Regions from separate parts of the Mus musculus genome. Here regions 1 and 3 are each linked to region 2. Evidence: chromatin contacts called from public promoter capture Hi-C data. All regions are on one chromosome and are shown on one strand. Each heading gives the region's core, a stretch centred on a gene start, on an enhancer-like site or on the middle of the called end of the contact. The rest is flanking DNA. Distances are from core to core; before and after follow the strand shown.

Region 1 (3,212 bases), core at 668-3,167, 1.1 Mb before region 2:
CACAAGAAACCCTGCGTGGTGTCCAGGCCTATCTGCCCTGACACTGGGATCTTGTATCTTCTCTGAGAGTCTACCAAAGAAAAAGGATCCCACTGCCTCTATCCTAGCTGAGGCTCTCACTATTCCATTCTCAGCTAGGGAAACCTTGGCTAGCTCTCTTTCCCATAATAATCACCTTCTTCTTCCCTTTCTCATAGGCTCTTCTTGCCCTACACTTGCCCCAAACCTTAGTCTGGCTGAAAGCTTGTTCTGAGCCACCTGGCCCCCCACAGACCTCCCCCTCTGGCACCCAACCTTAGCATCTGCCTGGTACTCTTAACACGCACGACCTGAAGGGTAACTCCTGCAGCTACCTGCTACTCAGTGGTCACATCACACCACCGAGGTCAGGGAGATCATTTCAAAACTCATAGGCCAGCTCTATCAAGGCAAGTCTAATTTATTATGCTTGCTTTGTAGCCTTCCATCCCTACGAGTCAAGCTTTAAAAACCCAGAGGTCAAGAATTGCAACCCTCTAACCAGCTGGATTCTTCTGGATTCTGGGTTTCTTCACAGAAACAAAGAATAATCTAGCTTTTTAGATAGAACAACAGTCAAGGAAATGGAGGGGTGAAGGGTAGTGGGAGAGTCTTCAATGATATTTTGAAATATCACCTTATACACTGTTTTGTCCTGTTATAAAGCTGAGGATGACAGCTTCGCAGTGGGCAGTGACGGTATATGCTTTTAATCCCGGCACTCACGAGGCAGAGGCAAGTGGATCTCTGTGGGTTTGAGGCTACCCAAGTTCCAGGACAGCCAAGACTACATAGAGAAACCCCGTTTCAAAACAAAAGGAAAAAACAAGCCCCTTGTGTGACTTTTTCTAGGATGACATCCACAGAGCAAAGAAACGATTCTACCCAAGGCTAGCTTAGGGAACCGGTAAGTCTACTGGGGTTACCTCTGTAGGTAGGGGTGAGGAGCTACTTGCAGGAGCACAAAAGACTCAAAGGCAGCTGCATGGATTAAAATCCCACAGCAGCACACATAAGACTCACAGAGGCTGCATCCCTGATGCCCCTTCAATGCCTTGCAGGTTGGTCATCTTATAGGACACCCTTGTAAATCTTTTTACTTTCTGAGATTTAATGAATGTATTGTATATACTGTATATCTTGTATATACTGTTATCCTTGCAGAACCCATTGGGAAAGAGTTCGGGCTCCTGGGATGGCACCTCCCTCTAGAAGCAACAAGATCTTAAGAGCTAAGATTATTTATTCTGTGTCTCCCACAAATACCCACATTTGCAAGAATTACCACACCGCAAGGATTTACTTAAAAGCCTTTCACTGTAGGATATGCCTCTCATCTAGCCACTGGGATCCTGAAACGGATTCCAGGCTTCCCCTGGGCGAATGTGGAAAGCCCAAGCTATAAATACCGGTCTCCCGCGTCTGCACGGGAAGATGCAAAACATTCAAAGTTATAGTAGGCTAAACACTCCTTGTGATCCAGGATCACCCACAAGGCATAGGAGAGTTTCCTGTGGGAGGCGTGGGCGCAGCAATGTGGTACATAGCTCCTGCCACTCATCACCGGATGACACTCATTTCACAACATCCGGCACATTCCTGGTGTCGCTACACAAAGAAACGAGCCAACCCAGTTCTCCCCTCCCTTAAACTCCTTCACAGCCTGACTAAATCAAACAAATCACTGGCTCTGGCAAATGAGTTTCATTCTGTGACCTACACCCAGGGCAGGGCCCCGAGCCCCTCCACCCCACCCGCCCCGCTCCACTAGTTTCGCAGCCCGGGTTTGGGGGCGTGGCTCCAGGAGAAGGACACCGGGGCAGGGCTTTGGGGGTGGGGCCCTGAAGGCGGGGCTCTGAGTGACCAGGTCTAAAAGGGAAAAACCCGAGGCCTAGGCTGCTTGCACAGTCAACCTTGCTTTTCTTGGCTGCAATGGCTGTGGTCGCAGGCCTTCGGGCCTTTGGGGTGAAGTGGCCCAGCTGGCTCAGGCGCAACCCATGGGCCCCTCTCTCCGCCGGCTTCTGCAGCCCAGGGTCAGCAGGACCTGCGGGGTCGGAGTCAGAGCCAAGGCTCACCAGCACGCGACAGCAGGACGGAATCAGGTCAGCCTGCAGGCAGTGCCAGGGCTCTCCCTGGAGTTGGGAGCCAGGACTCGGGATCAACAGGCCTTGCCGCCACTAATCCTGAGTTATTTGTCACTGTTCTTTTCGATTTCATCTCGAAAAGATGACATCTTTGGTGGAGGAATCCTTGCATACTGAGTTTACAGGTGTCCCTTCCCTGTGCACACTAATACGAGGCACATGTGAGGGTTGTAAGTGAAAACTTCCTGGTGGCCCCCTAACACGGCTACCGTGCCCAGTTGCCCAGTCGTTTCTGAACATTTCTGCTGGCATGAGCACACATCTATCGCAACAGCCGTTGCCATGACCTCCAAGAAAGCCTATCACAAAAGATCCATGCCCTTACAAACAAAATCAGCAGGCTCCAGGGTTAAGGGCATGCTGAAATGCAGGGTGGGGGAGGTCAATAAGTAAGGATACAGGGCACATGCCCTGATCTCTGCCCCCTTGTGCCACAAACCTAAAAGCCTTAAAGTTTTGTTTGAATCCGTGCACAACCTGGATGTAATGAAGACCCTTTTCAGGCCTGGGCAGCACAAGGCTGTGAAGAGCTACGTTTCCTTGTTTAAGAGCTACAGGTGGAGCTGTTTAAGTGATATGCCCCCTACTCCAGTAAATAGCTCTTCTTAACCCTAGAAGATCATGTTTCACTTTTTAATCCTCACCCAAACTTTTATGTGGTCCTCCAAAAGAATGGAGAGCCAACCTCTGGCCTTTGGCTCTCCCCACACCTCCCCTTCACCCTCAGACCTCTCTATTACTACAGCCTTTAAGGAGCTTAGCACACAGGTCTGCGGATACCCATCCAAGGTGCCCATATTCTGTCTGTCCCCTAACTCCCTACAGACAACCATGGGTGGCCACCACAGGGGCTAAGCATTGGTGGGGCTCAGTAACTAAAGAGCAATCCCATTTCCTGTGGACTCCTTGGCCATCAACAGAGATAGAAACACTCCCAAAGAGAGCCTTAGGGGGCTCTGAAATGTAGAGCCTTCCTTTCTGATTTTTTTTTTTTTTTTGAGACAGGGTTTCTCTGTGTAGCCCTGGCTGTCCTAGAACTCTCTCTATAGA
Region 2 (2,972 bases), core at 67-2,566:
AGCACCGTCTGCTCTTCCGAAGGTCCTGAGTTCAAATTCCAGCAACCACATGGTGGTTTACAACCATCCGTGATGAGATCTGATGCCCTCTTCTGGGGTGTCTGAAGAATGCTACATTGTACTTACATATAATAAATAAATAAATAAATCTTTTAAAAATACATTTTTATAATAAGCCATTAAACATAACTGTTTCCTTGAGTTCTGTGAGCTGCATGGCAAATTAGTAAAGCCCAACAAGGACATTCTGTAAACCCCAATGTACAGCAGGCTAGTGGGTCAGAGGCTCGGGAAAAACAGCCTGGGGCTTCCCGTTGGCATTGGAAGGCTCAGACAGATCTGCAGGGTGGCATTCTTACCTGTGGGACCTGCCACCACATTCAGGGACATGGTGTCAGAACTCAGTAGAATGAAAGGACATTGGCCAATATGCCCTGCAAATACAACTAGGTGGTGGTCGAGAGGCATGACAAGGGTTCACAGAAGTCTTCTGTGTTAGTTGTGGAGACTATCATAAAAATTACAAGTCCCCATCCCCCCCACCCCGCTCCCCAACACAGCTTTTCAAACCTTCTCTGTCCAGCTTTAGGGTTAACATTTGAGACCAAGTCTTGGAACGGACAGCAGGTGATCCGGTCTATGCAATTAGGTGAGCTGAGTTGAGCTGTCTCTTACTGTGTTGGTGAGGATCCCGACCTCTCCTTCCAACCTGTGTGCAGGTGCACATGCAGTCACAACCATGTGTTCCTTATCTCTCCTTTCATCAGTAATCAAAATTCTTCCCTGGTTATGACATCTCTTTGACCTTGAGCACAAAACCTAATCTCATGCTATCTTCTGAGCCACCCAGGAGCTAGCCAGAGTTTCTACCTAGTTACCTTTCACTGGGGTCTGGTTGTCAAGGTAACGCTTTGCCTGGAGCTCACCCTTCCGATCAAATGCCATCTGTGTCCTGTGATGCCACCTTGCTGATGCCCAGGGGCTGGGAATGCAAACTAGAAGGTTTCTCTACTATTTTCTAGCTTTGCATTCTAGTCTAAGTAGAGGCATCCTCGGCACAGTTAAGACTGCTGAGTGTAATCCGAATCAATCCATCAATCTCACCTGCCTGGGCCATCTGATGCAGCTATATGTTAATGGATCTGGGAGAACAAGAGCTCAAACACATTTTGCATTGTCTTTCTTTTCTTCTTTGGTTTTTAATTAAAGCCTCCAAGAGAGGCTCTATCCCTAACGAACCGCGGAGACAGACCCTGGGGCTCAGGAAGAGCTACAGAGGGGCGGAGCGTTGGGCGTGGCTTTCAGGGGCGTGACCGAGTGGGCGTGGTCTGGGAAATTTCTTGGCTAGGGCGGGAGCGGGCGCTGCGGTCAGCTGAGCGGCGCCTGGCGGGTCGCGAGGCCGCGCGTCACCGTCCAGCTGCCCGGTCGCCGCCCCCCGGCTGGTCCCTGGCGGGCGTCGGCATCCAGAGCTTTGGGACAAAATACCAACGAAGCAGTGACCTAAGAGGAGAGGATCCCTGTGGCCGGTGAGCCGGGCCGGGGGGTGGCGGGCGCTGACTGAGCGCGGCGACTCTCCCCAGCGGACTCCATCCTGGCAGCGGTTCTCGCTGTCGCCGTCTTCCGGAGCCTGCCGCGGGAAGGGTGACGAAGCTGGGGCGGCCCTCCTGTAGGACGGCTGTCCTGAGAAGGCTTCCGAGGCCCAGGCAGACCCTGCCCTGGTGTGACAGGGCGGCGGGGATGGAGGTGGGGGTGGGGAGTGACGGCCACCCCAGAGGACACCCCTCTTTCCCCGGGATAGTAAAACAGTCTCGGCTGGCCGCAGGTGACTTCCAGTTCAAGTCATCGAGGTGGTTTGAAGGTGACGTCCCAGGTTGAGAGTGATTGAGCAAGCAGTCAGTTCATTTTAAGGAGGAAGTGGTTAAGGTACTGTCGCAAGGAATGAAGGTAGTTTGAATGAGGTCGCCCAGGAACAGTGAAGAATAGAGAGACCCCTTGCCAAAGTAACAGGCTTACAGAAGGGTACATTAACTGTTGTGTCTATCTGGGAGAGAGTGCTATATCCATGCATGTATATACACTCTTGGCAGTGGGGGGTCACAGAAAGAGACGGAGGCGGGTGGCGGGGGGAATGTGAGATAATAAGAATGAATTTTTAAAAGCTGGGAAATTTGAAGGAGTTGTTTTTACCACGGGCAATGTGTAAATTGGAGGCAGTAAGCAAGCCTCAGAGGGAAATGAAACCCAGCACCTGGTCTAGCCTGCAGGGTCAGGACTCCTGTGTAGGAATGAATGTATGCCTGAAGTATTTAAGGTTGAAACGGCCAATCTTATGGAAAACCTCAAGAAAATCACATAAGGCAGGCAGTATTGGATCACTTACGCTTTCAGAACTGAATCCAAAGCTGCCCTTTGACCCAAAGCAGCCACTTTGCTCTTTTGACTTAGGGAGCGAAGTTAGGAGCCTATCGCCCATCGCCCCAGGCTGATAATGGGGTAGATCCGAACAGAGCAGAGGCCACTACCAGAGACTGCCTTGGACTTGATTGGACGAGGGAAGTTTCCACTGTGGATCGCGTGTGTATTTGATCTGTTTATAGTGAGCCGGTTTGAGCAGTACTTTATGTAGTGTGTAACACCATGAAAGTAGCTACAGTTTTTACAACCGGCCTGTAAATTGTGTGGGGGAGGAGAGAAAGAGCGAGCGAGAGAGAGAGAGAGAGAGAGAGAGAGAGAGAGAGAGAGAGAGAGACTCAGTCTCACCTCAGTCTTGAGAGGAGTTGGTATGACTTTCCTCCTGGTTATTATCGAGCTCCCGCATTTAAGTAGCCCATACTTTTTCTGGCCATGAACTGTACTTACTCATCCCCAAATCTGCTTGCCTGTAGTTTTGTTATAGAGCCTTAGCATGTTGATGAATTCTTTGGATTTTCTGTAAAATCAAAATCCAAAAGAAAAGAAATTAAGCCCTTTAA
Region 3 (3,125 bases), core at 467-2,966, 1.3 Mb before region 2:
TGGAGAGAGTACAAACTAAGGAGTGAACGAGACAGCATGCTTACAATTTCACCTATAAAATTATGACAAACTAGGAAATATTTTGTTAATTGTGGGGTCTTGGTGAGAAAAGCAGTGAGTCATTGTTTAAATGCCAGTTTACTGATTATTAAGGTGAGTTAAAGAAAGGGGAAATAATTTAAAACTCTGCCCTAGTTCCCACCACCACCGAGAAAACTTCCAGAGATTCAGTATGGGAGGGAATTGGTCACGAGTCATCTCAATCAACCGTACCGCGAAACTTTTCTGAGCTATGAAACAACTTGTCTCATAGATCTAATTACATAGGAATGGAAGAAGGGAAGGAAGGAAGGAAGGAAGGAAGGAAGGAAGGAAGGAAGGAAAGAAGGAAGGAAGGATCCACGACTAAACTGTTCCAGCAAGAATACTTTGAACACTGTCCCTACAACTTTTTCCATTCGTGTCGCAGTACTGCCCCAATTCACCGAGCCTTTCCATAAGGCACAACGCATATTAGTCTCCTTAAAAAGCATCTGGGGTAGGAGGAATGAGTGAACAGAAGAATCTACTAACGCAGCTTTATTCGAAAATGCCGTGATGTTAGCTAACACCTTGTACGCTAATTTTAAAAATAAAATTCAAAATATCTGTGGATAGCTGGAGAAATGGCTGGGCGGTTAAGAGCACTGACTGCTCTTCCGGAGGTCCTGAGTTCAAATTCCAACAACCACATTGGTGGCTCACAACCATCCGTACAGCTACAGTGTACGCATATAGATAAAATAAATAAATCTTTAAAAAAAAAAAAAGTATCTGTCGATTATACGGAGTGTGCCTAAAGAAGAGCCCAGAGATCTCGATGCTCAACATATATGAACGTCCCACCATGGAGTAAGACTTCTCTCATTCTCTGCATTAAAACACCTGCGAGCCACCGTGCTCATCCCCTATAGAAACGCCGCGCTCCCGGAGCCCCAAACTAGCCAGCAAAACTTTGCCGGGGCGCACGGATTTCCAGCTCCCTCCCGCCCGCCCATCCTCCCCGGGGCTGCTCCAAAGTTCTTGCGGCATCCCAGGCAATCGTCTCAGCGAACGAAGTTTGCCTGGGTCCTGCCCACTCGCGCTCCCGCAGGACGCAACTGAAACTTGCAAGGGAGACACGTCTCCCCGGGGACCGAAACTTGCACGCGGGGTGGGGGAGGAAGGCGGCCGGAGCGTTCCGCCTCCCCGGGGGTCTGCACGCAGCGCCGAGCCCTCTCGGCCCCCCGCCCGGCCGCTCCCGCGCGCGCGCCCGCCCGCCTGTCAATCACACCGCAGACCACCACCCCCACGCGCGAGCAACACGGCGCGCGGGGTCCACGGGAGCCGGCTCGGGCCAGGCCGCGCCGCCGCAGCGTGCCCTCTGCCCGGGGCCGGGAATGGCGGCGACCGGCTGCCCGGAGCCAGTTCCGACCTGGCCCCCTCGCCTTTAGACCCCGCCAGCCCCTGTAGCAGCGGCTGAAGAGAAAAGGAAGTTACCTCCAAGCGGTCCCGGCGGCGGCGGCGGCGGCCAGTCGCGGGAGGCCGAGAGGTCCGGCGCGGCGGCGGCGGCGGCTACCGCAGTGCCCTCCGCCCCATTGTTTCCCTTCCAGGAGGCTCCCGGCAAAGCCGAGCCCGGGAACCAGGAAGTTCCCCGGCGCGACACCTCCAGCCGCCGCCGCTATGGAAACGGCCCCCGCCTTCCCCAGGGCGGCTCTCCCGGGACCCCGCCTCCGCGCCGCCGGCCCCGCCCGCCTCACCGGCCGCCAACAGTCGCCGTTGCGGCCGCGGCCGCCGCCATCTTGGCGCGGGCGGACAGCCCCTGCCTTCCCGGCGGCACGTGCGCTGTTCCCGCGCTCCCGCCGGGCGCGCGCTCGATGGGCTGCGGGCGGAGGCCGACGGCCCGAGCCCCTCTGCATGAAGAGGGGGTCCGCCGACCCGGCGGCGCCCAGCGATCGCTCCAGAGCTACTCACGGGCTGGGACCAGTGCTGTGTCTGACACCTGAGGGCAGCCGGCAGAGCACGGCGCCTTTCGCGGATGAGGCCCGTCCGCTCGCCAGCCTTCAGACGTTGCCTACTGCACTTGGGTTTTTCTTGGACTCGGTATCCTCACCCGTGAAGTGAGAGGGAAACTGTACCTGCTTCGTGGAGTTGTTCCCCGCGCAAACAAATGCTTGGTAGTGTGTGCACAGTGAATCTGTCAACAGAGTGGCTCTGTTACTGACACAAGGTCACACAGTCAATTTCCAGGCATTTATGCCAAGAGTTCAGATCAGCACAACTTTAAGTAGGCTACTGTGTGCAAGCCTTTTGCTGCCTAAACAGTGTTCATTCCCTGGCCCATCTTTCTTTAGGTCAGCTTTTTCTGTGTCAAGAGTTTTAATCCCCACGGTCTTCCATTAAGAACTGATGTAAAAAGGGGATGATGTAAACTTCCCAACACTGTAATTTGCTGACGGTTAAATGATTTATTCACTAGAAGCAGCAAAGGTTTGGGTGTGCGAGTAGCTAAAAGGCTTCTGTCCTTGTTTCCAGGAACTAGAATTACTATAGCTGGCAACTGTGCACTGCGTTTACTCTTTCCCAGGCTGGTGAAACCTGACACTCACTGCAAACTGTGTTCCTTGAGGAATTGAGGAGAGGCAGAGTCCTGGCCCTTCCTGGGCTTGCAGACTTTAACACCTGTGACTCCTTGGGTCTTAGATGGCCTCTGAGGCCACTTCTGACTCTCAAATGCTGATTAACCAGTGAAACCCAGGGCCTTTTGGACAGACAGACAGACAGGCGCGCGCGCATCCCTTCATTCAGGTCTCCATTTAAACCAGGTTTGGAAACACTACTTTGGGTTTTGTTTTGTTTATTGATTTGTTTATTCTGGTATGTACAAATGGCACAGTTGGTTTGGTGAAAATCAGGTCAAAAGTTGGATGGTCATGGGAATTTTTTCAACACTCAAATATAAGGAATAGAATTCCAAAATTAGCAAGTCACCAAAGAGCTCTCCATTTGTGACAATGCCTACAGCTTCCAAGTCTTTGATGACAACACATGCACATACGCATGTACTTACATTGTGCTTTGAAGATTGCAGAAGTCCTCCAAAAGAC

What was found. Promoter capture Hi-C pulls out the DNA fragments that hold promoters and counts their contacts. Capture Hi-C pulls out chosen DNA fragments and counts their contacts.
Region 1: a promoter capture Hi-C map of liver shows a contact between it and region 2, with 2.6 times the contacts expected there. The contact joins the promoter of Echdc3 here to the promoter of Optn in region 2. A contact is called at or near these places in 1 of 39 promoter capture datasets (the 3T3-L1 cell line), 1 of 484 Hi-C or Micro-C datasets (the HPC-7 cell line) and 1 of 9 other capture datasets (liver).
Region 3: a promoter capture Hi-C map of pre-B cells shows a contact between it and region 2, with 2.9 times the contacts expected there. The contact joins the promoter of Usp6nl here to the promoter of Optn in region 2. A contact is called at or near these places in 2 of 39 promoter capture datasets (3T3-L1-derived adipocytes and pre-B cells) and 1 of 115 datasets of contacts at active chromatin or transcription factors (pancreatic cancer cells).

Annotation. Positions count from the first base shown.
Region 1 is chr2:6,211,699-6,214,910 of GRCm38.p6, reverse strand. It overlaps Echdc3 (enoyl Coenzyme A hydratase domain containing 3), which reads left to right and starts at 1,917. Exons shown (of 5, transcript NM_024208.4): 1 at 1,917-2,120. The coding sequence starts at 1,951. All of the region lies in intron 1 of A230108P19Rik (RIKEN cDNA A230108P19 gene), which reads right to left.
Region 2 is chr2:5,062,461-5,065,432 of GRCm38.p6, reverse strand. Optn (optineurin) reads left to right here and starts at 1,316. Exons shown (of 14, transcript NM_001356487.1): 1 at 1,316-1,526.
Region 3 is chr2:6,321,348-6,324,472 of GRCm38.p6, reverse strand. It overlaps Usp6nl (USP6 N-terminal like), which reads right to left and starts at 1,716. Exons shown (of 15, transcript NM_001080548.1): 1 at 1,519-1,716. It overlaps A230108P19Rik (RIKEN cDNA A230108P19 gene), which reads right to left. Exons shown (of 7, transcript NR_040333.1): 7 at 2,862-3,125.